Regions from separate parts of the Mus musculus genome. Here all the other regions are linked to region 4. The links are chromatin contacts, called in public ChIA-PET, HiChIP or PLAC-seq and promoter capture Hi-C maps. All regions are on one chromosome and are shown on one strand. Each heading gives the region's core, a stretch centred on a gene start, on an enhancer-like site or on the middle of the called end of the contact. The rest is flanking DNA. Distances are from core to core; before and after follow the strand shown. Region 1 holds the start of Hinfp (histone H4 transcription factor). Region 2 holds the start of Ccdc84 (coiled-coil domain containing 84). Region 3 holds the start of Slc37a4 (solute carrier family 37 (glucose-6-phosphate transporter), member 4). Region 4 holds the start of Cd3d (CD3 antigen, delta polypeptide). Region 5 holds the start of Hyou1 (hypoxia up-regulated 1). Region 6 holds the start of Upk2 (uroplakin 2). Region 7 holds the start of Dpagt1 (dolichyl-phosphate (UDP-N-acetylglucosamine) acetylglucosaminephosphotransferase 1 (GlcNAc-1-P transferase)).

Region 1 (3,538 bases), core at 782-3,281, 680 kb before region 4:
GCCACCACACTCAGCCATGGTAAACACTCTGTGTGTGTGTGTGTGTGTGTGTGTGTGTGTGTGTGTGTGTGTGTGTGTTTGGAAGTCAACTGGAAGGGACCCATGGTTCCTCAAGAATCAACCATCTGAGGGCTTTGTTTGCTTTTGATAGAGTCTCTCCTTGCCCTGGAGCTCACTGAGTAGGCTGACCAGTGAGCTCCGAGGAGACTCCTGTCTCTACTTCCCAACAGGATCACAAACATTCATGGGCCTTTTTACAAGATGGGGTCTCTCTGGCTGCCTTGAAGCAAGCTATGTAGACCACGCTGGCCTTGACCCATCCATCTCTGCTTTTCAAATGCTAGGATTAAATGCCTGTGCCACCACTCCCAGCCATTGGACTCTTTGCTTTTTTAATGTGGGCTCTGCAGATCAAACCAAGGGCCTCCCGAGGTTTGTGAAGCAAGTACTTTACTGAGCCACCTCTAGCCTCATATTAAGCATTTTATTTGCATCATGTTATTAGTAACACTATGAGGCAGGCATCATTTAAACCTCATTTATAGATAAGCTGAAGCTGAGCCCAAAGTTCATATTCTTATTTCATATAGCCTACATGACCCTGAAGCATTCTACTCCTTACTGGATTACGTTAAATTTTCCGTCAGGCATTCAATACCATAATTTGTCTTTGCTTTGCCCACACAATACTAGATCCCACTACTCCTTTAACGTTAAAATGTAGATTCCATTTGACTGAAGGAGCCCTGTTTACACTCCAGTGTCTATACTTTACTAAACATTTTTAAGAATATAATAAGCTGGGCGTGGTGGTGCACGCCTTTAATCCCAGCACTCGGGAGGCAGAGGCAGGCGGATTTCTGAGTTTAAGGCTAGCCTGGTCTACAAAGTGAGTTCCAGGACAGCCAGGGCTACACAGACAAACCCTGTCTCTAAAAACAAAACAAAACAAAAGTATATAATAAGTATGTAGTTTAAAAGAACGAGAACAAAGTGAAAGGTTGATGCAAAATTTCTAGGAGGGACATTAAAGGGACAATTCTGCAGAAGTGAGATGGCTCAGTGGGGGAAAGCAGCTCTTGTCACACTAGCCTGACAACCTGAATATGACCCCAGGAACCCCACCACCACCATTCACTCACATATGCTCACACCACTAATCAAGTGGTGGGGAACAGGGTGGCGTTGCCAGTCTTTGAGACAGGATCTCTTGAGAATTTCAGGACAGCCAGAGCCACAAAGTTAAGATGGTCTCACAAAAAAGAAAGCCACCACGGACATCACATTATGTCTAAGGGTGTATCTGTCTGAAGAGGAAGTCAGAAGGATGGAGAAGGAAAATAAAACGAAACTCCTTAGTTTTGTGATCTTAAATTACTTAAGCCATATGGGCCTAATGCACTACTGAGGCTCACTAAGGGTTTGCTACATCTAGCCTTGTTTCTGAGTGTTAATTAGGGGATGGAGAAGCATCCAACCCCCCCAGGATCCTTACCTGACATTTCATCACTAGTCAAAGTACAAAACCATCCCATCAACAATTATCAGGAGAGTATATACTCTATCGCCAGGCACCAATGAACTCTGAGCCACAATCCAGAAGAAAGGCCCAGGTCCTAAACAAGGACTCACAGACCAGGATCTGACGGCTGAACCCCGCAACCAATCCAAGGCGCAGGACCAGGGAGATCGGGACACGAAAAGGCCGGTGGGCAGCCTCGCCTGGGCGCTGAGGCCGGAGGATAGGTAGCTAGAACTCAGAGGAAGTAGCCCATCCGGGAGAGCTTCCCGGGATCCCCGGCGTCAAGCGTGGTGCCGAGGGAGTCCAGCCGCAGAGACCCCCTAGCCCGAGGGCGCGGAGGCTAAGGGCCGGCACGGACGCCACACCGAGCGGCTCCAGGAAGCCCGGCCTTCCGCAGGCTCCGGAGAGAGCCGCTTTAGCCGCCAAGGTACGGGAGCCGCAAGCCTCCACTCACCTGCCAGCGCCGCTGGTTTGCCCAGCGCCCCACCCACCTCACACCATCTACCCCGAGGCGTTTGAGCGACGACCAGCGACAGCCAATCGCCGCTCTCGAGTCGACCGACAGCCAATGGCCGCTGCGTCTGTCAGAGCCCGTGCGCACCAAAACACGGAAGAGGCGGGAATCGTCCCGGAGAGGGCTCCGAGTCCCAAGGGGGAGAGTGAGGGACGACCGGATGTGGCTGAAGTTCGCGTCACCTTCAAAAGTGGGTTGGGCCTGCTCCCGACTGTGCGCAGGCGGGAAGCTTTGAGGCTTGAATTCCCACTACTGCGCAAACTCGCGCCGACCACCCACTGGGCATGCGCCTAGTTTGGCCGGCCTTGTCTGTCATCTTCCTCACGGTGTTTGTAGTTCGGTTAGTTGTCTAGGTAGTTCGCCTACACTGGGGCACCACCTTCATCTTTGATTTTCTTAAGTCTTCTCTGTTTTATGTACCGTACCCCAGGTTGACCTTGGACTCACAGAGACCCACCTGCCTAAGTGCGCCACCTCACCAAGTTTAAGGGATACTGGGGGATTCATTCAAGGGTTTCTGCTTGCTAGACAAATGCTCTACCAACAGACACACACACACCAGCCCCGGAGTCTACTTTTTTTTTTTTTCTTTTTTCTTTTTTTTTTTTTTTTTTTGGTTTTTTCGAGACAGGGTTTCTCTGTGTAGCCCTGGCTGTCCTGGAACTCAGAAATCTGCCTGCCTCTGCCTCCCAAGTGCTGGGATTAAAGGCGTGCACCACCACGCCCGGCCGAAGTCTACTTTCTTTAACACGTGATCATCCATATTCCTCTATCTTCACTTCCATTCTGTTCGACGAATGACACCCATTCCAGAACTCCACACTCATTTAACATGCCCCAGTGCTTAATTTCTCTACAAGACATCCTTCACAGAGCCCAGCAAAGTGATCTTTAACAAAACCAGACTCGATCAAGTCAGAATTCTGTGTAAAATATTCAAAGGCGTTCTGTTGCCTTCAGTACAATGGCCCCAAACCAAATGGAGAATTTCCAAACGCCAGCATCTGGGTGCTGCCTACCTCAAATCCTATCTTGCGTCTTGGACCTCATTTCCTGCACCTCAGACACAAATTTCAGTTTCCCCACCACACTGTGCCTCCTTTTACTTCCCATGTGTCCACTTGTTTTCCCCTGAAAGTCTCCCCTTCCCACTTCCCATTACGTAACTAGCCATTCTTGTGTTTTCAATGGAGACGGTCCTTTGCCTGAGAATTGACTCTTCTTATTATGATATATTGTATTTGTGCTTACTACTGTGCAGTCTACACTACCCAGTGAGAAAGACCAGTTGCGCCTATTTCTTCGTTTTTATAAACCAGTCACAGTCACACAATCCAGTGAAGGAAATTCAGAATTTAAAATTGCCATGCTCAAGCCAGGCGTGGTAGTGCATGCCTTTAATCCCAGCACTCGAGGGGCAGAGGCAGTCGGATTTCTGAGTTCGAGGCCAGCCTGGTCTATAAAGTGAGTTCCAGGACAGCCAGGGCTACACAGAGAAACCC
Region 2 (3,595 bases), core at 579-3,078, 560 kb before region 4:
TGGAGAAACGGCTCAGAGGTGCAGTGCACTAGCTGATCTTTAAACACCTATATTTACGCATCCATATGGACACTCACAACATTCTGTGACTCCAGTTATGCAGGATCATACGCCCTCTTGACCTCTGAGCCTAGCAGTCCTCCTGCCTCAGCCTTCTAAACACCTGGGACTAGAGGCCTACAGCGCCATAACCCAGCCATCACATCTTTAGTGTGCTCTGTTCACTACAGAAGTTGGAGGGTATATTGATAAAAAGTACCATGAAAACACTAGATAGCAGTAGATTATAAGGAAATCCCTGCTGGACTTTGCAATACATTTACTTATTTTTGGTGTTCTGAAACATAACCACATGTGCTGGCCTGGACCTTAACCTGGTTCAGCTGGGTACTAGAGCTATAAATGGTCACCAACACACTGGAGTTGAGTTTCCCCAATTAGTTCTTGTTTTGAGATAAGGTTCTGTCTGTAGCCTCAACTGGCTTTGGCTGCTCAAGGATCCATTCTTTGCTTCCCTAGTCCTGGGGTTACATATGTGGACCATCACACTCCCTCAGAACTCCCCAATTTAAAGAAGCTCTCGTGGGGCTGGTGAGATGGCTCACCCGACTGCTCTTCCGAAGGTCCGGAGTTCAAATCCCAGCAACCACATGTTGGCTCACAACCATCCGTAACGAGATCTGACTCCCTCTTCTGGAGTGTCTGAAGACAGCTACAGTGTACTTACATATAATAAATAAATAAATAAATAAATCTAAAAAAAAAAAAAAAAAAAAAAAAGAATGGCATAAAAAAAACCACTTTAAAAAAAAAAAAAAGAAGCTCTTGTGCCTGACAAAGACCTGGATAACTCACGAACACGTAACTCACCGTGCATAATCCTGGGGGGAGATCAGAAACTTCTCTTTCATCTGGGCATTGGCCTTGTTCTCCCACCAGAATTTGTTGGTGGCTTTCTTGTGCTCTGGGCTGAGAATGGAGAGAAAGAGTAATCGTAGCTAGTCATTAAGAGAGTAAAACTGTACCGAATGTCAGAGCACTAGGTAAGTAATGCAGATTGGCCATTGGGTTGCTTCTGTGGGCTTGGCAGAGAGAAGAGGATTGTTTATACCAACCTCTTCAAGACCTCTATCTTGGGACTCCTTTCTTCCAATAAAGTGTGTGGTGGTGGTGAGAGGAGAGCAACCTGGCTTTTCTAGAAAGATCACCCACACCACTGGGACCGTGGAAGGGCTAAGATCCACTAAACTCCACGGTTGGCCAGGTAGTTCAGTCCATAACCCAACTAAGTCACAAAGTCGACCTTCCTTCTCCCCAATTTCAACTTCCCATGCCACACGTGTGTACAACTCTCTGTCTGTACGGGGGAGGTGGGTGTTTTCCAGTTGTCACCTGGCCAGATGTTCCAGCAGACCCCCGTGTAGCACTGTCAGGTTGCCATGGCTCAGGTGTTTTCGCACTTCGCAGCCACAGCACGGGCACCAACAGCACCGATCGTGCTCGGGGACATAGCGCTCCACCTGGGCGGCGCGGACGGCCCGGCGGGCGGCCTCCACCTGCAGGACAGAAGCCAGCTAGGACCCTGAAACCAGCCCACATTCCTGGCCTCCCCAGCCCCGGGTCCGCACCTGCGGTAGAAGCCGCTCCAGAGCCCCCTTCAACTGCCGCTGGTGCTTGTGGCTGTAGACGTGACCGCGACCACAGAAGAAAGTTTGCCGACACAGAGGACATCGCTGCGGTGGCGCCATAGACCCAGGACCCGGGAACACCCACACAGCGGCGGCTCGTCACCACCCACTGACCCCTGACCCTTCCGGGCCGGACGGGGCGGGGCGACCTAGGAGCTCCCGGTTCCCCTAGAGGCAGTAGGCGCTATTGCAATCCGTTCTGCGGCTGCGCGGAATATTCACTCCGGGCCCCCACCTCCCACGCACCCGCAGAAAACCCGGCAGCTTGTGAAAGAACGAGAAAGAATGCACGCCAGTTAGGACCTCAGATCGCACACTTTCAGGCGTTGACAAAGACCCAGTTTAGCGTAACAACGCAGAACTGGTAATTTCAGGGCGCACACTGTGACCCCGTGCTTTGTGCTAATGACCTCACCGAATCCTCACGTCGATGCTTTGTGGTGTGAGATTATTGGCATTTTACACATGGGAAAAAAAAAATCTACTCCTGAAGAAATGAGGACCTCTGAGGAAAGCTAGAGAGGTGTATTAAGCAGCCCCTCCAGCTTCCCTGAGACCTGCAGGGGTCTAAGTCACTGTGATATTCTTTTTTTTTTTTTGGTTTTTCGAGGAAGGGTCCTGGAGCTCACTTTGTAGACCAGTCTGGCCTCGAAATCAGAAATCCGCCTGGCTCTGCCTCCCAAGTGCTGGGGTTAAAGGCGTGTGCCACCACTGCCCGGCAGACTGTGATATTCTTAATTTTCAAAGGTGTTCTGCACAAGAATATTCTCTGTAAGTCATTTCTCCGAGCATTGGCTGGGAAATCTAATTCTGAAAACTTGAATGGTTACAGTGAATCATGCTCTATCGCCATTACAAGAATAATGTCATACGCCGCCCAGGTCAGACCCAATATGTTTTTCCCCATTTGTTCCAAAGTTGCTCAAAGCAGTCTGCTCCCAAGGTCTCTGCAATTAAGCTTACTTGATAGTATTTTCCTGCCAGTCTCCTCTACCAAATGCTCATTTCCCACCTGAACTTGGCTTGTGTGAAACAAAACCCAGCATCTTTACAATTAAGTTCCTTGAGTGGCCAGGTTTCCAGCGCCTGCATATACAGGTAGTCAAGCCCCACCCGGCAGGAAGGAAAAAAAAATCCTGTATTAGGCTTCAAAATCCTACCAATCCCTGAGTTTGTCCCAAAAAAATCAGACTATAGAATTCCACCAATCACTGAGTTTACCCTAAAAACATGCCACAGAATTCCACCAATCACTGAGCTTGCTCCTAGAGCAGGTCACAAAATTCCACCAATCCAGGAGTTTGCCCAAGATCAGACCATAAAATCCCACCAATCAAAAACTACCCTGGAAAGTGCCCCGCCAATCCCATTCTATATTATGCTTGCCTCGTATGTGGTTCCTTGCTGCTTTTTGCCTGGGTAGAGACGATCTTTTTCTTGTATCTTTCCCAATGCATCTCTTGTGTGAGGCGGTACTTTGTAGGATCCCTAGGCTCCCGACGACTGAACTTGGATCTTCGCAACAGCAGGTGCTCTTCACCACTGAACCATCTGTCCGGCATGAGTGTGCTCTCATTCTCTCCCTCCCCTTTTACCAAGATTTTGCACCTGAGCTAGCCTCTTACCTCACAAAGATCCTCCCGCTTCAGCCTCTGAGTGCTGCAGTTCTAAATGTAAGCAACAATGCTCAGGTTTTTGTAGTTTTTAATTGTTATTTTATGTATATGTGTGCTACATGAAAGCTTAGTGCCCTTGGAGGGCACAAGAGGGCATCAATTCTCCTGGAACTGTAATTACACACTGAGTGATAAGTTTTTCTCCACCAAAGAAATAAGCCAGTTCACACCGGGCGTGGTGGCGCACACCTTTAGTCCAAGCACTCGGGAGGCAGAGGCAGGCGGATTTCT
Region 3 (3,513 bases), core at 634-3,133, 580 kb before region 4:
GAGGGAGGGGGAGGGGGGGAAAGGGGAGACCGGTCTCAAAGGAAGTAGTATTCCAGGCTGTCCTTTGACTCCACACCTACGGTAACACATACACACCCAACACATACACACCACATGACCATTAAAAAGATTTTTAAAGAACTCGAGGTTTCGTCGGAATTCTGTCTTTTAAATGATGAGACTATATTGTTTTTTCTCTGTTCCGACTAATCTGACCACGAATTAAAACTCCAAATTGTGCTGAATTTATTTTCCAGAGAAAACACCATGCCTCTACAATTCAGGGAGTTTCCTGAATCTGCACCCTAACAGGAGGCACTCTATAGACACTGATCGACGAAACGTAATAGGTCATGTGGTGCTCAGCCTATAAGCGGCACTGTCCTTTCACTGGAAGCTGCTTGACAGGCAGGATGACGTCTCCATCCCAGGGTGGACAGTAGTCCGCCCAACTCTGTGCATGCGCACCAGCCTTACTCGAGTCCCGCCCCATCCCACTAGGGGTTACCGCCTCCGTCCAGGTAGGGGTGGCATGCGAAGGAGGGGCGTCAGTGAGGGCGGGACTAGAGGGCAAGTCTGGGACCTTGGGGCTCCCCTGACTTCCGACTACGCCGGAGGCTGTCCGGGTGACTGCCCTTCCGGGATGGCGACAGTTCCACGGCCCAGGGACAGCGCTCTTGCAGATGCGGTGCCCTCGTGGCTGCAGCGCACAGTCTCCGCAGCTCTCTTGCTCCTGTCCCCAGGACCCGCAGTTCCCAGCCAGGAGTCGGGTGTCCCGGGTGGCTTGAGGACACGGGGTGCTCGGCAGGTGGCAAGCGGCGCCGCCTGCCCATCCTGACTGGCAGAGCCTAGGCTGCCAGAGCGAGGGGCCTCCCGAGGCTACGTGCGGCTTCTCTCGCCTACGCCTTGTGCTCCAGCGGCTGTGCAGCGGAGCAGAAAGCTGCGGTGGCGTGCTTCGGGGACCCACAGCCCCGCAGTACGGACCCCCTACTGATGTCGCAGGGTAATAGGGATCCAGAGGCAGTTCCAAGGGGGTCTCATCCAGACCTAAGCCCTAGGCGCGCCTTCTGCGTGTCATTGCAGGGTGAACTGAGGGGCTTGTCCCCCCGTTTAATTTTGCAACTACTGCAGTTATCTCGCTCCTTACCTACTGTTGTTCCTTGCACATTTCAGTGACAGAGGCCAGCCTTAGTGGAAAAAGGAGAATGGGAAATTCCAGAAATAAACGATAGGCTTTAAGAAACTTTTACTATGGTGCCTCATTGTGTTTTACTATTTACTTACTAGGTCTAATTTATGTATCTACCTTTTATCACTGTGTGTATAAGGAAAGTGTATGCGCTGTTCCCTACCACCATGAGGAGTTCAAGAAATATATCCCCCAATGAAGGGGATACCTATTAGGAAACTGTACTCCATTGTGTGCTAAGCATTTGGTGAAGGCTCAGCAGTGGGTGTGGGGTTGTTTTTAAGGTATGTGGTTGATTGAATGAACCTGGGGGGTAGGAACCGATCTAGTGCCTTTCACAATGTCCGGCAGCCTGGCACCGCAAAGGAACCTGAGAGAATGAGAAAGTTCATTGACCAAGGGAGTAGGGCTATACTGAGAGCTTGCTCTGCTCATCCTACCCGAGCCTCCCCTGGGCTTGTGCAGACAAAAGTAATTAGGCTGAGCCTTTAATCACAGCTGGCTTCACAGGCAAGAAGACTTGGGAAAGGAGGGAAGGGCAAGCAGTCCTGGGGACCCTCTCCTCCCCCGGTTTGGCTCTCAGTAACCTGTTTTCTTGTCTCTCTCAGGACACTGGGTTCCCTGGTTGCTGCCCCAGGCTTAATGATTGTCCAGAAGGCGGCTATAAAGAGCCTGGGTGGAGGAGAGAGAAAGCGCACAGAAAAACACAGCTCAGCAGATCCAGGCACTAAAGAGAGCTAGCTGCAAGCAGGAGCAGTCAAGAATCTGTGGTCAGAAGTACTGGAGTGGGCCAGCAGGGCCAGCTTTTTCTACCATGGCAGCCCAAGGCTACGGCTACTATCGCACTGTCATATTTGCGGCCATGTTTGGAGGCTACAGCCTGTACTATTTCAACCGCAAAACCTTCTCCTTTGTCATGCCCTCCTTGGTGGATGAGATCGCTCTGGACAAGGACGATTTGGGTAAGCCATGGAAGGGCAGGGTGGTGGGCTGTGGGATACACCATTTGGAGTATGGTTTGTCCAAGCATGGGGGGTTTCAAGCTTGTATCAGGTGGAGAGGCTGAGCTCCATGTGCCTGGGTGTGGGTGTACATGTGAAACCAGTGCTTAGCCGGTGTATATGCCTGGCACCCACACGTGCCCAGGAGGTGCTACTGGGAGCGGGTAGCAAGGTTTTCACACCTGTTCGTGCATGCTGCACCTGCAGGTCACGGTGAACACTGGGAGAGTAGCACCATGATTTGATGTGTCCTGCGTGCTACCTGCCAGGGGGAATAAGATCTTTGACTCTAGAGTCCTTCGCATTCAGACGTGTTTGGGCTTTTGGCGAGCATTCAGAGTGAGGTGGGAACTGCATATTCCAGGGGTAAAGAAAGAAAGAAATCCAAGAGGCTGAGAAGGTCCAAGTCAGCCTGGGCCTGTGATGCACGGCTCAGCAGGCAGGAGAGTGTCAAATCCGGGAAGGAACCTGTCTCACCCTGCCAGGCACCTGTACACACCTGACCCCTTACCTTCCTCCGCCCCTCCTGTGCCTCTGCCCTGTCCCTAACCCCTCAGGTGTCCTGCTCCCTGCTCCCCTTCGCTGCAGGGCTCATCACAAGCAGCCAGTCGGCAGCCTACGCCATCAGCAAGTTTGTGAGCGGGGTTCTGTCAGATCAGATGAGCGCCCGCTGGCTCTTCTCCTCTGGGCTGCTCCTGGTTGGTCTGGTCAACGTAGTCTTCTCATGGAGCTCCACAGTGTCAGCCTTTGCTGCTCTTTGGTTTCTTAATGGTCTGGCACAGGGGCTGGGCTGGCCCCCCTGTGGGAAGATCCTGAGGAAGGTGAGTGCATCTGATGAGCCTGAGGGGGAGGGCACCCAGTGGGCACTTGGGAGCACCTCTTCTTACACAACCCTTCCACCCCTAACCCATAGCAGGTTCCTTAGGAGTTCCCTGCCAGCTCCTGCTGCTGTTGGGATATTTTAGGAGCCTGAGGGTGGTGGGATCGGGTGGCAGACGAGGGACTGGGCTCCGCCAAGTAGAAGCACTCTTCCCTCATCCCTGTAATGTGAGTGTCTAGGTCTGCCACACTCGAGCTGCTCCTTCTGTGTGGCCTCTAAGCCAGGCACCTATTCTGTTCCCCTCTGCCTCACAGTGGTTTGAGCCATCCCAGTTTGGCACTTGGTGGGCTGTGTTGTCAACCAGCATGAACCTGGCTGGAAGTTTGGGACCTATCTTGGCAACGATCCTCGCCCAGAGCTACAGCTGGCGCAGCACACTGGCCCTGTCTGGGGCACTGTGTGTGGTTGTCTCCTTCTTCTGTCTGCTGCTTATCCACAATGAA
Region 4 (3,634 bases), core at 1,053-3,552:
GGTACCCAGGTGTCAGCCTAGTTCTCCTCCTTCCTGTTGGATATGTCAAACAGGCCTTCCTATGCTGCATCTGTACCCAGTATGTCAGCATTGAAACTGACCTCTCCAGACTCCGGACTCTTGAGAACAGAAGGTCTTTGTTCATCTTTTTACCCTGGAGTCTCAGATATCTGGATCTTACACAGCTTGTTGAGCAGCTAAGCAGCTTTGGAGACAAATGTCCCATAGGTCCACTGTATACAACACCCTTTTCTCCCAATTTTCTTATCTGGGCTGTGTGTGTGTGCATGCATATGTGTGTGTGTGTGTGTGTGTGTGTGTGTGAGCATGGTGTCCAAATGACTTGAATGTGGTGATTTCTCGTGGCTGGCAGGCCTACAAGAAAGCTCAGGAACCCATCATCAGCCTCTGCCTTCCTACCACTGAGACGATAAAAATGTGCCACACACCCTCATTTGCAGTAGGTTCTGGCGACTGAACTCTTGCATAGCAAACTCATGCCTGAGCCGTTACTCCAGCTGCACCAGCTCTTTTCAGATGCTTTCAAGCCTAAGATGGCGGCAATGAAATCCTCTCTCCAGCCAGTTTAGCCCTCTGGACCCGTGGTTCTTCCCAGCACAGAGCTGGTGGAGGCTTCACTTTTGCCTCTCCTTCTTTGAATTCTAAGATGACAGGTGACGATAGCTCAAGGTTGGTAAGGATTCCAATAACTCTGCCTCCCTGCTCACAGCTTCTTCTCATGAGCCTTCCCAGTGTGGTCAGAGACTCAAGTAAACTCTTACCTTGAAGAAGAGAGATCACCAGGAAGAGGCCAGCCAGACCCTTCCTCTGCTCCATGTCAGTCTCTTTGCTTCTCCAGTAGAAGTATTGAGAGTCCCTTAGCCACCCAGCCACCCAGCCACCCAGACAGCCTGTGCAGCAGCTGGCCTGGCTCCACCCAGCATGCATTGAGCTGGGACTCTGAGTAGAGGCAATACCAGGTGTCTCCGCCCTCTCCTGTAGAGTGTGGGCAGCAGGGGCCCCAGCAGGGGTGTTGATGCTCTGACTTATCTCGTTTTCTCTTTTGTTGTTGTTAAGGCTTGCAGGATAGCAGGTGGCAGGGGATGAGGTTCTAGATTCCCACTTGGAAACCCCTTTACCACTAGAACCTCTATGCGCAATAGGTTGAAGACTCCACTGAGCCTTTTTCTCGATGACAGTGATGAATGTTCCTGCCTGTTCTTCTGGCTAGGTCTGGACTTGTTTGTCACTTGATCCCAGAACTCATGGGTTTAGGCAGAACTTTTCCATGTATGAGACTGGAGTTCTGAATGGAAAAGCATCTTAGAGTAGACCTTCCTTAAGAGATTTTTGACACTGTTCTTTTGAGAACATCTAAGTGGTACCCACCTAGAAGAGAACATCCCAACGGGACAACTAGCTTATTTCTTGGTGTATGACCCTGGGCTAGTTCCAGGGTCTCAGGCTATTGTCTCCTTTAGCCAGTCAATGCATAACAGAAATTCACAGAATTCCTATGTGATTCCAGGCACAAAGGATAATTTTGTCCCCAGACAGATGACCTTCTGATTATAGCAGTGTGGAAAGTTAGATCCCCACAGCACATGGTAGAAAAGTCTATTGTCTCCTGGGGAGGATCGATTCTACAAATGAGTGGATTGATTATATTGTTAAGAAGACTCTCATACTGAGATGGCTTAATGTGGCTGGCATGATGCAAACACTCCTCCCCCAATCCTTAGAGTGATGCTGAGGGAGACAAGCTCTGAGACACTCCATGCATGGGTACTATGTGCTGGACCTAGGATTCCGATGTCTGGATGAGGGCTTCTCAAGTCCATCTTCCCACTGGCTAGAAGCAGCTTGATGTGGTGTCCCAGAGTGTCCTGTGAAGGGTCCTGAGACTGATCAGAAACAAGAGGATCTGCTAATGTGGCTTGTGTAATAGTTTCTCTCAGTGGATCTAAAGAGGTGGCACTTCCTTGTTTGTGAGTAAATGTAGTTGTATTGTTCATAGGAAGCCCAAAATCTTCTTTGTTTGTTACCAGTGACTATTGCTATTTGTTTTTTGTTACCAGGAAAGGCTATTCTAAATTCCCTTACACTTCCTAGAATTCTGAACAAACTTTCCTCATAGTCTCTGCTTTGTATCAATCATCCCAAAATCTTTGCTTCAGAAAGAGCAGTTTGCACCTGTTTGTGTTTTACCCCACACCTAGCCCACTGTTGCTTTGACAGTCTTACACCATCAAAGGCAGAAGGTAGAGAGGCAGATTTCTTCTAGTTCCTCCCCCACTCTTCCTTTTTCTGAATACCCATGAGTCTGTTGGCGGAGGATAGTGCTAACCCTGGCTGATCATCCTGTGGCTTGCCTCTATTTGTTGCATGATTCCCTCTGGAAGATGGAACACAGCGGGATTCTGGCTAGTCTGATACTGATTGCTGTTCTCCCCCAAGGTAAGGGAGGCCTCTTCAGCTGTGTGGAGGATGGACCCGTGAGGGGCATTGTCACTGGGAGAAGTCCACTGGATAGTGCATCTCGTTTACCAAGCTGGGGAAGATAAAAGGGCAAGGCTAGGGCATAGGAAACAAGCATTCGGCTTTGACCTGCTCTAGTCAAGGCTCACATTGGTCGTGATGGTGTCCCCAAACTCCTTGGACCAGACATTTGTAGGAAATGGTTCCATATTGTATGTCCCTAGGCCTAAAACTAGTAATGAAGTTATACCCATTGCATCGTCTAAGGCAAATGGCCTCTTGGAGTAGGATTCTTGGTCATGTGACCACCCGGAGCCACGGCTCGGCTCAGAATTTAGAAGCGATCTTTAAGAGAAAAGTTAGCTTTAGCTGAATGGGAAGGACAGGCAGAGGGTATGTTATATTAAAGTCTGTAAGTCCTAAGTGCCAACTCTTTCTCAGTTTGTTTGCTTTTAAAACAGAAAAGCAGGCTGGGTAGATAACACGGGGGTAGGACTCAAGGAGTGCAAAAAACCCAAACCAAACAAACTCCAAAATAACACTGCGAAGCTCACATCTCAGAGCTCAGCCGTCCCAGGAAAACTGGGTCAAATGGTTACTCTAAGAGCTGTCCTGGCCACCAGAGATTTCTACTGGACGTAACTCCAAAGAAGACGGGACTTTAAGAGGAGAAGAATTACATACACCTCTCTTCTCCAGCATGCTCATATATGTTCCTGCTTCAGAGGCAGGGGCAGCCATTTTGGAGTTTTCTGGAGGGTGCTCTTTTGTTCAGATCAGTAACTAAGTAATGAAGCTCAGAGACACACAGACTCCAGGGAAGGCTGGCTGTAGACATAAGGCATGGCAGTGCCCTCTGGGCTGGGAAGGCTCACTGTGCCCACAGCCTTTCACCTCTCCCACCAGACTTGATGTACTTAGAGCCTCAGGAGCAGATTTGATACATATTGGTGGCCCTTTCTCCTTAAGCAAGCATGGCAAAGACAGTAAAAATTATAGGGGCACAGGAGGGACAGGAACCGCTCAACCCAGAAACTAGCTAGGGTTTGAGAATTTCAGCACAATTAATGTTCTCTGTATAAGTTGTCTACAAGCTGCTCTTTTCTGATACGGGTATTTTACTATGCTGCTATTTAAAATAGCAACAAGTCAGGCT
Region 5 (3,511 bases), core at 3-2,502, 600 kb before region 4:
CCACTGACACAGAAAATTCTTAGTTGAAAAATAGCAAATAATTGCTTTTTTTGTTATTGTTCGAAAAATGTTACTTTTCTAGAAAGAGATATGTGTATCATAATGAGCAGGAAGTTACATATCATGCTACAGATAAGAGTGGGAGGTTGTGTCAGGGGACTTACTTTTATTTATAAATCTTTTCTCTGGGTAGCAGTGTGTGTGTTTGGTTGGTTTCGTTTTTGAGACAGAGTTTCTCTGGGTAGCCTTGGTTGTTTGTTGTGGAACTTGCTCCGTAGACCAGGATGGCCTCAAGCAGGTAGAGATCTGCTTGCCTCTGCCTCCCAAGTGCTAAGATTAAGGCCACCACCACCAGTCCGTTCCTAATCTTTACATCACATGAATACTCATTTTTTAAAAAAAGATTTATTTATTATTATATGTAAGTACACTGTCTTTAGACACACTAGAAGAGGGAGGGCATCATATCTCATTATGGGTGGTTGTGAGCCACCCACCATGTGATTGCTGGGAATTGAACTCCGTACCTTTGGAAGAGCAGTCAGTGCTCTTACCCACTGAGCCATTTCACCAGCCCGAATACTCATTTCTTTTCTTAATTTTTGAACGGTGTTGTTGATGGAATCCAGAGCCTTAACTACGCCAGACAAGAGCTGTATCTCTGAGCTATTTTCCCAGCCCTGAACCATTCCTAAGAAGAAACAATGACGGTACCAAAGGTCAAGCCAATTAAAGTCTTATTTTTTAGTTTGCAATATCGTCTCTCGTACTATTGGGGTTCAGAGTTAAAGCCAATCCGTCACAAACACGGTTTATCTCCGGCCCATCAGCGAACATCATTCTTGTGGCTTAGGTTTTTCAATGAACCCATAAAGTTGGAGTGGTCCCCTGTTATCTTGCCCAAGTCCAGGGCACACGCATGCGCCTCTTCCGCGTCGCCGCAGCGAATGCAGCTCAGTATGATTCCGTCGCGCGGATGCCCCAGGTAACCGGAAGAAGGCCAAGGACTTCGCAATCCACGAGAGCACCTGCTCCCACGCGGGGTTCCGCTAGGGTTCCGCATCGAAGCGTCCGGCACCGATGCTGGCAGAAGTCCCGCGAGGAGTAACCCGGCCGCGAACCGTGACGTGGCCCAATCCGCAGCCAGCTCTGGCAGTTTCGTCCCAACCGGTACTCAGGCCCAGCTGCGTCCTCGAGGGGCGGGGCCGCAGAGGGGCGGGTCTTCTACGTGGACCAATGGGGTCTCGCGCCGGGTCTCGTGGGCGGTGCTAAGTGCGCGGCGCAGGGCCGAGCGGCAGGGGCGCCAATGAGCGTGCGCCGCGTCCGGGGCCGGCTGGTGCGCGAGACGCCGCTGAGAGGTTGGTGGCCACTGTAACAGTTTGCAAACGAAGGGGAGTTGTGAAGGGCCCGGGGTTGGGGTCGTGCTGCTGGCCGTGTGGGTACGTCCTCGCCGCCTTGATCCCGGAGCGAAGGACACAGGAGCTGAAGGCCAGAGGGAGCGGGGGTGAGGATGGAGCAGCCGTCGGGCCGCGGCTCCTAGGGGAGGCAGCGTGCTAGCTTCGGGGGCGGGCCGGTAGCCGGAGCGAGGGCCGCACGGACACCGGTCCCTTCGGTCCTGAAGTTCAGGCGCTGAGCTGCCCCCTCGCGCTCAGGGTGGGCCTGAATCCATTTCTGGGAGTGGGATCTTCCACCTTCGTCAGGTGAGGTTTAGGTGAACATCCACCCGGCTTGTAACCTTAGCCTGCACAACGTCTGCGTAGGCAGCGTGGCCCAGGAGTGGGATGGGCAAGGAGGGTGGGCTGGACAATGCTCAGGGAATTCAGAGAAGGGGACAAACCCTTCTGTGCCAGCCATCCCCAACGTCATCACCTTCCAGTTCCTGCCCAAGCTCAACCTGGCTTTCCCGGCCACCCGGGAACCCCAGGTGTGAGGTATTTGAGCCGATTTCGAGGGTCCTGGCCAAGCTCCAGGTGTCTGACAGGTACAGTGCTGTGGTGTGCCGATTGCTTACCTGTACGTAGACCGAAAAAAGGTCAACTCTTATTTGTCTAAGTAAGTGGTGGAGGGCCCTTTTGCTTCGGCCCGAATGTGAGACACTTGGGAGGATGTTTAAAATGATTGAAACTCCTCAGGAAGGAAGAGAAGAGGTCGAGCTGCTGTGCTTTTTTGCCAAAGTGCAACAGATAAGAATCTTTGAGCTTGTCTGTTCTGGGATGTGGTTCTGTTTCCTTCTTCATTCAGCATCCAGTTACAAGTGTTTTTCCTTTCCCATTAGGGTCACAATGGCAGCCACAGTAAGAAGGCAGAGGCCAAGGAGGCTACTCTGTTGGGCCTTGGTGGCTGTCCTCTTGGCAGACCTGTTGGCACTGAGCGGTATGTACCTGGCTAAGGTGTTAAAGAAGAATGGAAGGATAAGAGGGCACAAGGTGCCTACTCGAGTTTGGGGTTGCTGGATCTAGCCTTTTTCTTTGTCTTTGCCATGGAAAGCAGGCTGCTTCCATTGATTTGCCTTAGGAAGGCAGGAGGGTGTGGGAAGCAGAGAACTGACAGAGAAACCTACATTCTGTCTTCCCTTCAGACACATTGGCTGTGATGTCTGTAGACCTGGGCAGTGAATCCATGAAGGTGGCCATTGTCAAGCCTGGAGTGCCCATGGAGATTGTATTGAACAAGTAAGAGTAGATCTGGGTCAGGGGTGTGTTTATAATTTATAGTGCCCACTTCAGACTGTGATGGCTGAGCCCCCGTATGAGATCTGGTGGCGTCTGGCTTCATAGTCTGCTGCAGGCAGCTGGGCTAATGCTGCTTTTTCTTAGGGAATCTCGGAGGAAAACTCCAGTGACTGTGACCTTGAAAGAAAATGAAAGGTTTTTAGGTGATAGTGCAGCCGGCATGGTGAGTAACAGCCCTAGCCAGATTCGTTCCCTCAGAGGCTAGCCTTTTATCTAGCTGGATGAAGTAGAGGCAAGGTAAGGTAGGTTTGGGCCTAAGAATTGGCTGGGTCTCCTCCTTTCAGGCCATCAAGAACCCAAAGGCTACGCTCCGTTATTTCCAGCACCTCCTTGGAAAACAGGCGGATAACCCTCATGTGGCCCTTTACCGGTCCCGTTTCCCAGAACATGAGCTAATTGTTGACCCACAGAGGCAGACTGTGCGCTTCCAGATCAGTCCGTGAGTGTCCAGAGTGGGAAGGAAGCCCCTTGTTGGCGCATGTGTCCGTGGTTATTGGGCTTGGTGTTTGCCTTCCTGGACCTCACCTCCTCCTCCTCCCCTCAGGCAGCTGCAGTTCTCTCCCGAGGAGGTACTGGGCATGGTTCTGAACTACTCCCGTTCCTTGGCTGAAGATTTTGCTGGTGAGCATCAAGGTGGTGCTGGTGGCAGTGGGACTTCCCAAATGTACAGTGAATAGCAAGCAGAGCCTCTTTGATTTCTTATTGAAAATTGGACCATACCGGAAGACATGTTTGGTTGTCACAAGCTCGGGACGGGCTCCTGGCATCTAGTATGTAGA
Region 6 (3,824 bases), core at 843-3,342, 530 kb before region 4:
GACCAGCTAAAGGGGTGACTCACATAGACATGGTCGGAGATGAGACATACTACGTGGGTCAGCCTTTATTGTGAGAATTAAGTACAGTTAAGAGATAAATCAGTGTTGGCAGGATTGCAGTGGGGCTAGCAGGGAGTGCTGCAAGGTGAGACAGGGAGCAGGGAGGGGGCACTGTCAGGAGTGGACTCGAGGAGGGGGCGGGGAGAGGGAAGAAAAGCCACTGAGAAGCCAGTGACTACAGCCTGGCAGGAGGCAGGCTGGACTTCTTGGAGGAGCCTGGGATGCAGGAGAGCCCTTCTCATTTGCGGGCACCCAGTGCCAGGGCAACAATAAGACCCACGACCAACAGGAACATGGCCACAGACAGCAGCACTGTGATGACCACCATCCCTCCTGTCCGGGCCATTCCTAACCCAATAGACTCCATGTTTTTTCCTGTCAGAAGAAGATGGGAGAACCTCTGTGAGTTGAAGGGGTTCCTAGGTAGCTCCTGTGGTTCACAGCTTAGCCCAGCCATCCAAGTAGCCGCCAGCATCAGTTCAACTGGTCATCCAGCCAACCAGTCAAGCAAACATAGACCCCCCTCACAGCAACACTTAGGAGCCACCAAGGAGGACATCATCCCTCTGCACAAGGAACCTCTAGTGCAGAGATGATTGAACAGGACAGGAGGTGGCCATACCAAATACTGGGGGGTTGGGGCGGGGGAGAGAGAGCGACTGAGCGCTCAGAAAACAGTTTATCTAACTTGCTCTAGGAGAAAAAAGTCGGAGCTTAGGGAAGTGTGAGAGACGGGCATTTTACTTACGAGGAAGCGTGGACATGGGAGTCTCTGGACTGGACTCGGTGGATGTCCCCTTCTGTACTCGGTAGGATATGCTTTAGAGGCAGGAGTTGAGAGAAAGCAGAGATTGTACGTATCTGGCACTCGGGAGGAGGGGTTCCAGCCTCCACCTTCTAGCTATGTGTCCCATCTGGGCCCTCCTGGGGTCCAGGTTCACATTTCCTACCCTTTAGCTGTGCCCTCTCTAACTCATGCTTCCTGGCACTTCCCCACCCTCACGGGACCTCCACTTCCCTTTTTTGCATCCCACCTCCACAGGTGTCCATCGGTACCTACTAGTATTTGGTTCCTGGTGTTAGGTTTGTCACCTGATATGCGCTGAGCCTTGTGACGGTGTAGCCAGACCCACTGTCCACCACGCTCACAAGCTCCCTGCGCCCGCGACATGGAGGCACCACAAAGTCTGACTTAACCACTGAGGGGAAATAGGAGTGAAAGGCAAGATCAGATTTCTAGCAGTCCACTCTTGTAGAACGGGCAGCTCTTGGGTATCGTTAAGAGGGGTTACGACGAGTAGAATAAATGGGTACAAGGGAGGTCTACCTTTGCTGTCGTTGGCTCTCCGGACCATCAATGTGGCATTACCTCCCGTGAGGTGACATGGGGGCAAGGCAATTAACAGGCTTTCTGTTAGCGCCGGAGACAGCAGACCAGAGAGGCTTGAGATGTTGAAGTCTGTTAGGGAGCCGAGAGGGAACTCAGGAGTTAGCCCCCTCTTAACTCAGAGCTGGCGGGGTGGGTGGGTGGTCATTGCTAAGGGTGCAGAGACAGAAGAGGAGCGTGTGGATCTGACCACCAGATGGCAGGCTTGAGCTGCAGATGGTGGGTACGCCGCGCTGTTTGGGAGCCAGACTAGACCATGGCACCCAGACTAGACCATGGCACCCAGTCAGTCCCCAGTCTCGCCCAACTCACACAAACCTTGGACACTTACCCAAATTTCTTGACTCCTGGATCTGGAAGAAGCCCAGGAATTTGTCACCTGATCCCTACCACTAGTAACTCTCAACCCCAACCAGCTAGACCAACATTCTGTCCTTGAGAGCCCTGGGGAGACAATGCTCCCTGTCTAGCGCTCTGAAACCCTCCTCGCTCCCACCAGCAATAGAGACCTGCAGTCCCCGGAGCCAGGACAGCCAGCAGAATCAGGATCAGGGGCAAGGTCTGGACAGGCAGTGTGGATGCCATACTGCGCTGGGAACTGGATCCTGGAACAGGTGCTGACAGGCTGGGGTTTCCTGGGGCCAATGAGGCCCTGCCCCAGGATAGCTGATTTTGTCTCGGAGTGGGAGGGGCTGCTGGGAATCCAGTCCAACTTGCCCCTTGGGCACTGTAGCCTCAGGGAGGGGCCCCAGACAGGTTTTTCAGGCTGGGGAGCTGGCCCTCGGGCCTAAAGGGGGATGCTCTGGCTGGGTCCTGGCAGCTTAGTTAGCTGCAGGGGAGTATGGCTCTTTCTGGAACTCCCGCGACTGAAGGACAGAGTTCCTCTGTCTGAGTGTCTGCCTCCTGGACTGTAGAGGGTGCTGTCTCCAAGGAGGTAGGCGTTTTCCTAGGAGAGCCATGAGTTCTAAAATTGCCCTGGTGTGTAGGTGTAGGAAAAGCCCCAAGGGTTGAAAGGGCTTTGGCTAGTAAGGATGGGAGAGGAGGGGGTTGGTTAGGTAGGGTGGGGATAGCAGAGCCTGAGATCCAATTCTAGTATTTAACTGAGGCCTAAGAAACTGCGACTCTGGGAGAAGCGGAGGGTATCAGTGTGAGCCTTCAGATTTCTCCAGAAGGTGGAGACAAGGGAAGTTAGTGAAGGCTTCCAGGTAAACGCAGGTCCAGTCCAGCAAGGCTAGTGGGCAGTGGAGTAGATACAAACAGACTTGGACAGCAAGCGGTTGTGCAACGGGTAGCGAGTAAAGCAGGAAAACCTTAGGAAACAAGACCAGGGGCTGGGCGATGGTGGCGAATGCCTTTAATCCCAGCACTTGGGAGGAAGGTGGATTTCTGAGTTTGAGGCCAGCCTGGTCTACAGAGTGAGTTCCAGGACAGCTAGGGCTACAAAGAGAAACCTTATGTTAAAAAAAAAAAAAAAAAAAAGCAAAAACAAAAACAAAGCAAAAAGTAGCAACAACAAAACCCTTCAAGACAAAAACAATCCTGTAACCAGGAGCAGAGGAGGTGGAGGGCTGGGGTGTGGCTCAGCGGTGGACTGTGTGCAGGTCGCTCTGGGGTTCGATGCCTGGGACAACAGTTGGGGAAGAAACACCATCAGCAGCCACAGCTCCTCTGGTTCTCTCCTGCCCCAGGCTAACTGGGAGAACTGATGGAGGTTCTCCAGCCATGGACGAGTGACGTGGCCCCACTCAGTCACCTCTCCTCTAGACGCTGGCCAGGGGGCTCTGCATGCCCTCCTGAAAGGCACTGCTTTTTATAGATGCAGAACCTGAGACTCAGGTTGTCACTGCAAAGTGGCTGCAGGGGTGTGGGTGTCTCAGCTAGGTGAACTCGATAGGACCTGAGCTCAGACCGTCAGGGTCTGCTCCAGGAACCACCCATTTTCCCCAACCCCAGAGAAAGGTCCTAGTGGAAAAGTGGGGGCCACTGAAGGGCTGATGGGGTTCTGTCCTTTCCCCCATGCTGGGTGGACTTAAAGTCTGCAATGTGTGTAGGGGGTAGAAGACAACAGAACCTGGGGGCTCCGGCTGGGAGCAGGAGGAACTCTCACCAGACGATCTCCAAATTTACTGTGCAATGGACGATCAGGAAACTGGTTCAGATGTAGCTTCTGATACAGTGGGTCTGAGGTAAAACCCGAAACTTAATTTCTTTCAAAAATTTAAAGTTGCATTTATTATTTTATATGTGTGCCCATATGTGTGCCACAGTGTCTATGTGGAGGTCAGAGGGCAAGTTGTGGGCATTGGCTCTCTCCTTTCATAATGTGGCTTCTGGGGACCAAAATGTCAGGCATGGTGGCAAGAGCTTTTACCTGTTG
Region 7 (3,825 bases), core at 327-2,826, 650 kb before region 4:
ATGTTGGCTTGCATGTGTTACACATACAAGAAAAACAAAACTTACTATACTATCCAGTAAAGTGTATTTGGGACATAGATGGGGCTTTTAATGTTAATAAGAGCCATCTCCAAGTTGAATGGACATTGAATACCTGACTTTCAGAAAAAGGAACCTAAGAAGTTCTTCTTCTTCTTCTTCTTTTTTTTTTTTTTTTTTTTTTTTTTTTTGGTTTTTCGAGACAGGGTTTCTCTGTGTAGCCCTGGCTGTCCTGGAACTCACTCTGTAGACCAGGCTGGCCTTGAACTCAGAAATCCACCTGCCTCTGCCTCCCAAGTGCTGGGATTAAAGGCGTGGGCCACCACCACCCGGCTTTTTTTTTTTTTTTTTTAGATTTATTATATGTAAGTACACTGTAGCTGTCTTCAGACACACCAGAGGAGGGCGTCAGATCTCATTACGGATGGTTGTGAGCCACCATGTGGTTGCTGGGATTTGAACTCAGGACCTTCGGAAGAGCAGACTTAACCACTGAGCCTACTCTCCAGCCCTTAAGAAATTCTTTGACCTAAGTAGTGTCAACTTCACCCTGATTCTAGGAGTATGCTGTAATTCAAAAGGGGATGGACAAAACGCCATGTTATTGTCAACTCCCTAACTCTCTGTGGTGGATTCCTCTCTGAGGAAAACATTTGCCACCTAAGGGATCAATATTCCAGTGAACTGCTGTACTACTAGCGTGTACAGGTGTCAAAAGGCAAGTAAGTGACTGGGAGGAAGAAACTTGACTGGGAGGAAACCCACAAGCTCACTGGAGGTATGGACAAGCTCTCCTGCCTCGTTAGTTATTTGCAATGCGTCGGTTTCTGTCTATTTGGAAAGCGTTGGCACAGTGCTGTGATCCAACATCAAGTTTTAATCCCTGCTTTAATCGAAGACCTGAAAGCTCAAACAGTTTCCTCCTGGCGAAATGCAGCGGTAGGTTGCCCAGCAACAAACTGCTATAGTGGAGGCAGAAGGTGGGTGGGTTGTGGGAAAAGTACCTGGATCATGAACAAGAAAAAGGGCGGGAGGGGCTTTTCGAGTGTCTGAGCTTCCCAGGTTTTAAAAACCCTCCAGATTGTTCCTGAGTTTCTGGAACCAGTGTTTACGTCGGCAACAGTTTTCCTGCAAAGAGCGGGTGTGCTTCCACACTCTCATTCTTCCTGACCACGGCCAGCTCTCAGTAGCCATATTTCCAGCCCCAGGGCATCCCAGACTAAGCTCAGGCTGCTAGCCCTTTAAACCCGACCTGCGAGGGAGACGACGTGGAACCACAGAACTAGCGGTGTCAGCCACGTGGTACGAGGAAGCGTTCATGTTGGAACTGGGCAAAGCCTATTTCCACTCTGAGCTGCACAATATGATTGTTTCGAGAGTATCCACGTTCTTGTATTTTCTTCAGTTGAGTTTTCAAAAACGCTAATGGTACCACTCCTTTAGAACTAAAGCTTTGTTTAAAATAACACTACCGGTCCGGCTACAGTGCCCGTTTTAAAAATGGTGCTTCGGTCTTCAGCAGCGATAGTTCTTTCGCAATTAAGATCCGGGTGGAAACAATGGGTAGGTGCAGCGGGGCAGAGCCGAGGTTGCTTCCTAAGAGCTTCTTGCTGGTCAGGAGGGAGGGTCAGGTCCTAGCGTCCTAGCTGGGTTTTGTTCCCGCTGGCGCCGGAATCCTCTGCGGGTTGGGAGCCGCACTGCCGGCTGCCGAGGCCACGGGATTGTTCCTGGCTTACCAGTTAGCTGAGTAGGCGGCGGGGCGGCGGCCACCGGAGGGTCACCATGTGGGCCTTCCCGGAGTTGCCCCTGCCGCTGCCGCTGCTGGTGAATTTGATCGGCTCGCTGTTGGGATTCGTGGCTACAGTCACCCTCATCCCTGCCTTCCGTAGCCACTTTATCGCCGCGCGCCTCTGTGGCCAGGACCTCAACAAGCTCAGCCAGCAGCAGATGTGAGTAACCGCACGCGAGTGTCCTGGGTTGGGGGGGGGGGGGGCAGGATTGTGCAGAACAGGGGCAAGGACTGAGATGCTTGGCTTTGCACTAGCCGGAAAGCTAACCTAGGCACCCAGAACTCTGGGAGGTCATTAAAGTTGTCTATCCTTGGGAAGGACGGAATGGAACTGTTGGGTGTCAGGAGTTGTAGAGGGGTAGGTATCCTTTGCCCTGTGCACGCTCTCCCTACTCCCCAACAAACAAAATCCTGAGAAGGCCACTTTGGTTTACTGGGACCCCTACTATTGTGAGTGACCACGCCCCTTTCTTCTTCCTCCTCCACCCTTTCCCGCTGGGCCGCAGCCCAGAGTCCCAGGGAGTGATCAGCGGTGCTGTTTTCCTTATCATCCTCTTCTGCTTCATCCCTTTCCCCTTCCTGAACTGCTTCGTGGAGGAGCAGTGTAAGGCATTCCCCCACCATGAAGTAAGTGCACCAGTGGGGAAGTTATTAGCGGGCTGGCTGGGGCCGGGCACTTGAGTTGGGGTTATTTGGATTTGGGAAAAGGATGCTTGTGGCCACAACCATAGAGACAGGAATTCTTGGACTGGTGATATAGCTCGGTGGTAGAGCGCTTTCTCAGTATGTGAGTATGTGCAAGGACCCGGCGTTCAATCACCAACTCCGAAAAAAAAAATGGAAAAGACAGGAATTCTTGACAGAGTAGAAGTAGGTGTGAGTCATTACGTGCCCACTTCTCCCCCAGTTTGTGGCCCTAATAGGTGCCCTCCTTGCCATCTGCTGCATGATCTTCCTGGGGTTTGCTGATGATGTCCTCAATCTCCGCTGGCGCCACAAGCTGCTGCTGCCCACAGCTGCCTCACTACCTCTCCTCATGGTCTACTTCACAAACTTTGGCAATACAACCATCGTGGTGCCCAAGCCCTTCCGCTGGATTCTGGGCCTGCATTTGGACTTGGGTGAGTAACCTTGCCACTACTGCCCCTGTGGCACCTACTTTCTGGTACCCTTGCCTCTGAGGTCCCAATAGAGGACCCCTCCTGGTGGTCCATATCCCCATCAACCATTTCTTTTCTGTCCTTGTATCTACTTTCTCTCTTTTCCCTCCTTCTTCCCTATCTCTTATTTCCTTCCTGTTTCAAGGAAGTCATGCTTGCACTAAGACTTATTATCAAAGCTTTTCCTGTCTCTGTTTTGTATTTAAAACAAAAACAAAAACAAAAAAACAAAACAGGGTCATAGGGCTGATGAGATGGCTTAGCGGGTAAGAGCACTGACTGCTCTTCCGAAGGTTTGGAGTTCAAATCCCAGCAATCACATGGTGGCTCACAACCACCTGTAATGAGATCTGACACCATCTTCTGGTGTGTCTGAAGACAGCTACAGTGTACTTATCTTTGGGCCATAGCAAGCAGGGACTGAGGGAACAGGGTTGACCTGAGAGAGCAGAGGTCCTAAGTTCAATTCCCAACAACCAGATGAAGGCTCACAACTATCTGTACAGCTACAGTGTATACATAAAATAACAAATACATATACATAAAAATAAATAAATCTTTAAAAAACAAAACAAACAGGGTCACACACTAAATTGCCTTGAACTTATTTAGCCCTGGCAGGCCTTAAACAGGTAATCCTCCTGTCCCAGCCTTCCAAGTAGTTAGAATTATAGGCCTGAGCTACTAGACCTTGCCTATTTGGATCCTTTCTGGTGTTCCATTCATCTTGTGCTTTGTTCTGTTAACAAACAAATCCAAATCCTACTCCTCGCTGTGTCCCCCAGGGATCCTGTACTACGTCTACATGGGGCTGCTTGCAGTGTTCTGTACCAATGCCATCAACATCCTGGCGGGCAT

What was found. ChIA-PET counts read pairs in DNA pulled down with a chosen protein or histone mark. HiChIP or PLAC-seq counts read pairs in DNA pulled down with a chosen protein or histone mark. Capture Hi-C pulls out chosen DNA fragments and counts their contacts.
Region 1: a contact with region 4 is called in an H3K27ac HiChIP or PLAC-seq map of regulatory T cell precursor, with 5 times the contacts expected there. The contact joins the promoter of Hinfp here to the promoter of Cd3d in region 4. A contact is called at or near these places in 1 of 39 promoter capture datasets (liver), 1 of 484 Hi-C or Micro-C datasets (CD8 T cells) and 1 of 115 datasets of contacts at active chromatin or transcription factors (regulatory T cell precursor).
Region 2: an H3K27ac HiChIP or PLAC-seq map of thymic regulatory T cells shows a contact between it and region 4, with 4 times the contacts expected there. The contact joins the promoter of Ccdc84 here to the promoter of Cd3d in region 4. A contact is called at or near these places in 2 of 39 promoter capture datasets (the 3T3-L1 cell line and hippocampal neurons) and 4 of 115 datasets of contacts at active chromatin or transcription factors (the SCID.adh cell line, effector CD8 T cells, memory CD8 T cells and 1 more).
Region 3: a contact with region 4 is called in an H3K4me3 HiChIP or PLAC-seq map of the SCID.adh cell line, with 9 read pairs. The contact joins the promoter of Slc37a4 here to the promoter of Cd3d in region 4. A contact is called at or near these places in 2 of 115 datasets of contacts at active chromatin or transcription factors (the SCID.adh cell line and effector CD8 T cells).
Region 5: a contact with region 4 is called in an RNA polymerase II ChIA-PET map of memory CD8 T cells, with 110 read pairs. The contact joins the promoter of Hyou1 here to the promoter of Cd3d in region 4. A contact is called at or near these places in 4 of 115 datasets of contacts at active chromatin or transcription factors (bone marrow-derived macrophages, effector CD8 T cells, memory CD8 T cells and 1 more).
Region 6: a contact with region 4 is called in a promoter capture Hi-C map of pancreatic islet. The contact joins the promoter of Upk2 here to the promoter of Cd3d in region 4. A contact is called at or near these places in 5 of 39 promoter capture datasets (hippocampal neurons, liver, pre-B cells and 1 more), 1 of 484 Hi-C or Micro-C datasets (cardiomyocytes), 1 of 115 datasets of contacts at active chromatin or transcription factors (the SCID.adh cell line) and 1 of 9 other capture datasets (pancreatic islet).
Region 7: a contact with region 4 is called in an H3K27ac HiChIP or PLAC-seq map of thymic regulatory T cells, with 6 times the contacts expected there. The contact joins the promoter of Dpagt1 here to the promoter of Cd3d in region 4. A contact is called at or near these places in 2 of 115 datasets of contacts at active chromatin or transcription factors (memory CD8 T cells and thymic regulatory T cells) and 1 of 9 other capture datasets (adipose tissue).

What each region holds. Positions count from the first base shown.
Region 1 is chr9:44,303,640-44,307,177 of GRCm38.p6, forward strand. Hinfp (histone H4 transcription factor) reads right to left here and starts at 2,032. Exons shown (of 10, transcript NM_172162.3): 1 at 1,977-2,032.
Region 2 is chr9:44,416,241-44,419,835 of GRCm38.p6, forward strand. It overlaps Ccdc84 (coiled-coil domain containing 84), which reads right to left and starts at 1,829. Exons shown (of 11, transcript NM_201372.4): 1 at 1,629-1,829; 2 at 1,393-1,556; 3 at 871-969. The coding sequence starts at 1,748.
Region 3 is chr9:44,396,471-44,399,983 of GRCm38.p6, forward strand. It overlaps Slc37a4 (solute carrier family 37 (glucose-6-phosphate transporter), member 4), which reads left to right and starts at 1,884. Exons shown (of 8, transcript NM_008063.3): 1 at 1,884-2,151; 2 at 2,779-3,011; 3 at 3,325-3,513. The coding sequence starts at 2,004.
Region 4 is chr9:44,979,484-44,983,117 of GRCm38.p6, forward strand. Cd3d (CD3 antigen, delta polypeptide) reads left to right here and starts at 2,303. Exons shown (of 5, transcript NM_013487.3): 1 at 2,303-2,457. The coding sequence starts at 2,403. Cd3g (CD3 antigen, gamma polypeptide) reads right to left here and starts at 948. Exons shown (of 7, transcript NM_009850.2): 1 at 783-948. The coding sequence starts at 837.
Region 5 is chr9:44,378,238-44,381,748 of GRCm38.p6, forward strand. Hyou1 (hypoxia up-regulated 1) reads left to right here and starts at 1,253. Exons shown (of 26, transcript NM_021395.4): 1 at 1,253-1,358; 2 at 2,276-2,373; 3 at 2,579-2,672; 4 at 2,817-2,895; 5 at 3,017-3,171; 6 at 3,277-3,353. The coding sequence starts at 2,283.
Region 6 is chr9:44,452,675-44,456,498 of GRCm38.p6, forward strand. Upk2 (uroplakin 2) reads right to left here and starts at 2,093. Exons shown (of 5, transcript NM_009476.2): 1 at 1,957-2,093; 2 at 1,388-1,519; 3 at 1,121-1,259; 4 at 809-879; 5 at 41-435. The coding sequence starts at 2,032. The coding sequence ends at 299.
Region 7 is chr9:44,325,239-44,329,063 of GRCm38.p6, forward strand. It overlaps Dpagt1 (dolichyl-phosphate (UDP-N-acetylglucosamine) acetylglucosaminephosphotransferase 1 (GlcNAc-1-P transferase)), which reads left to right and starts at 1,577. Exons shown (of 9, transcript NM_007875.3): 1 at 1,577-1,967; 2 at 2,314-2,434; 3 at 2,715-2,928; 4 at 3,753-3,825. The coding sequence starts at 1,801.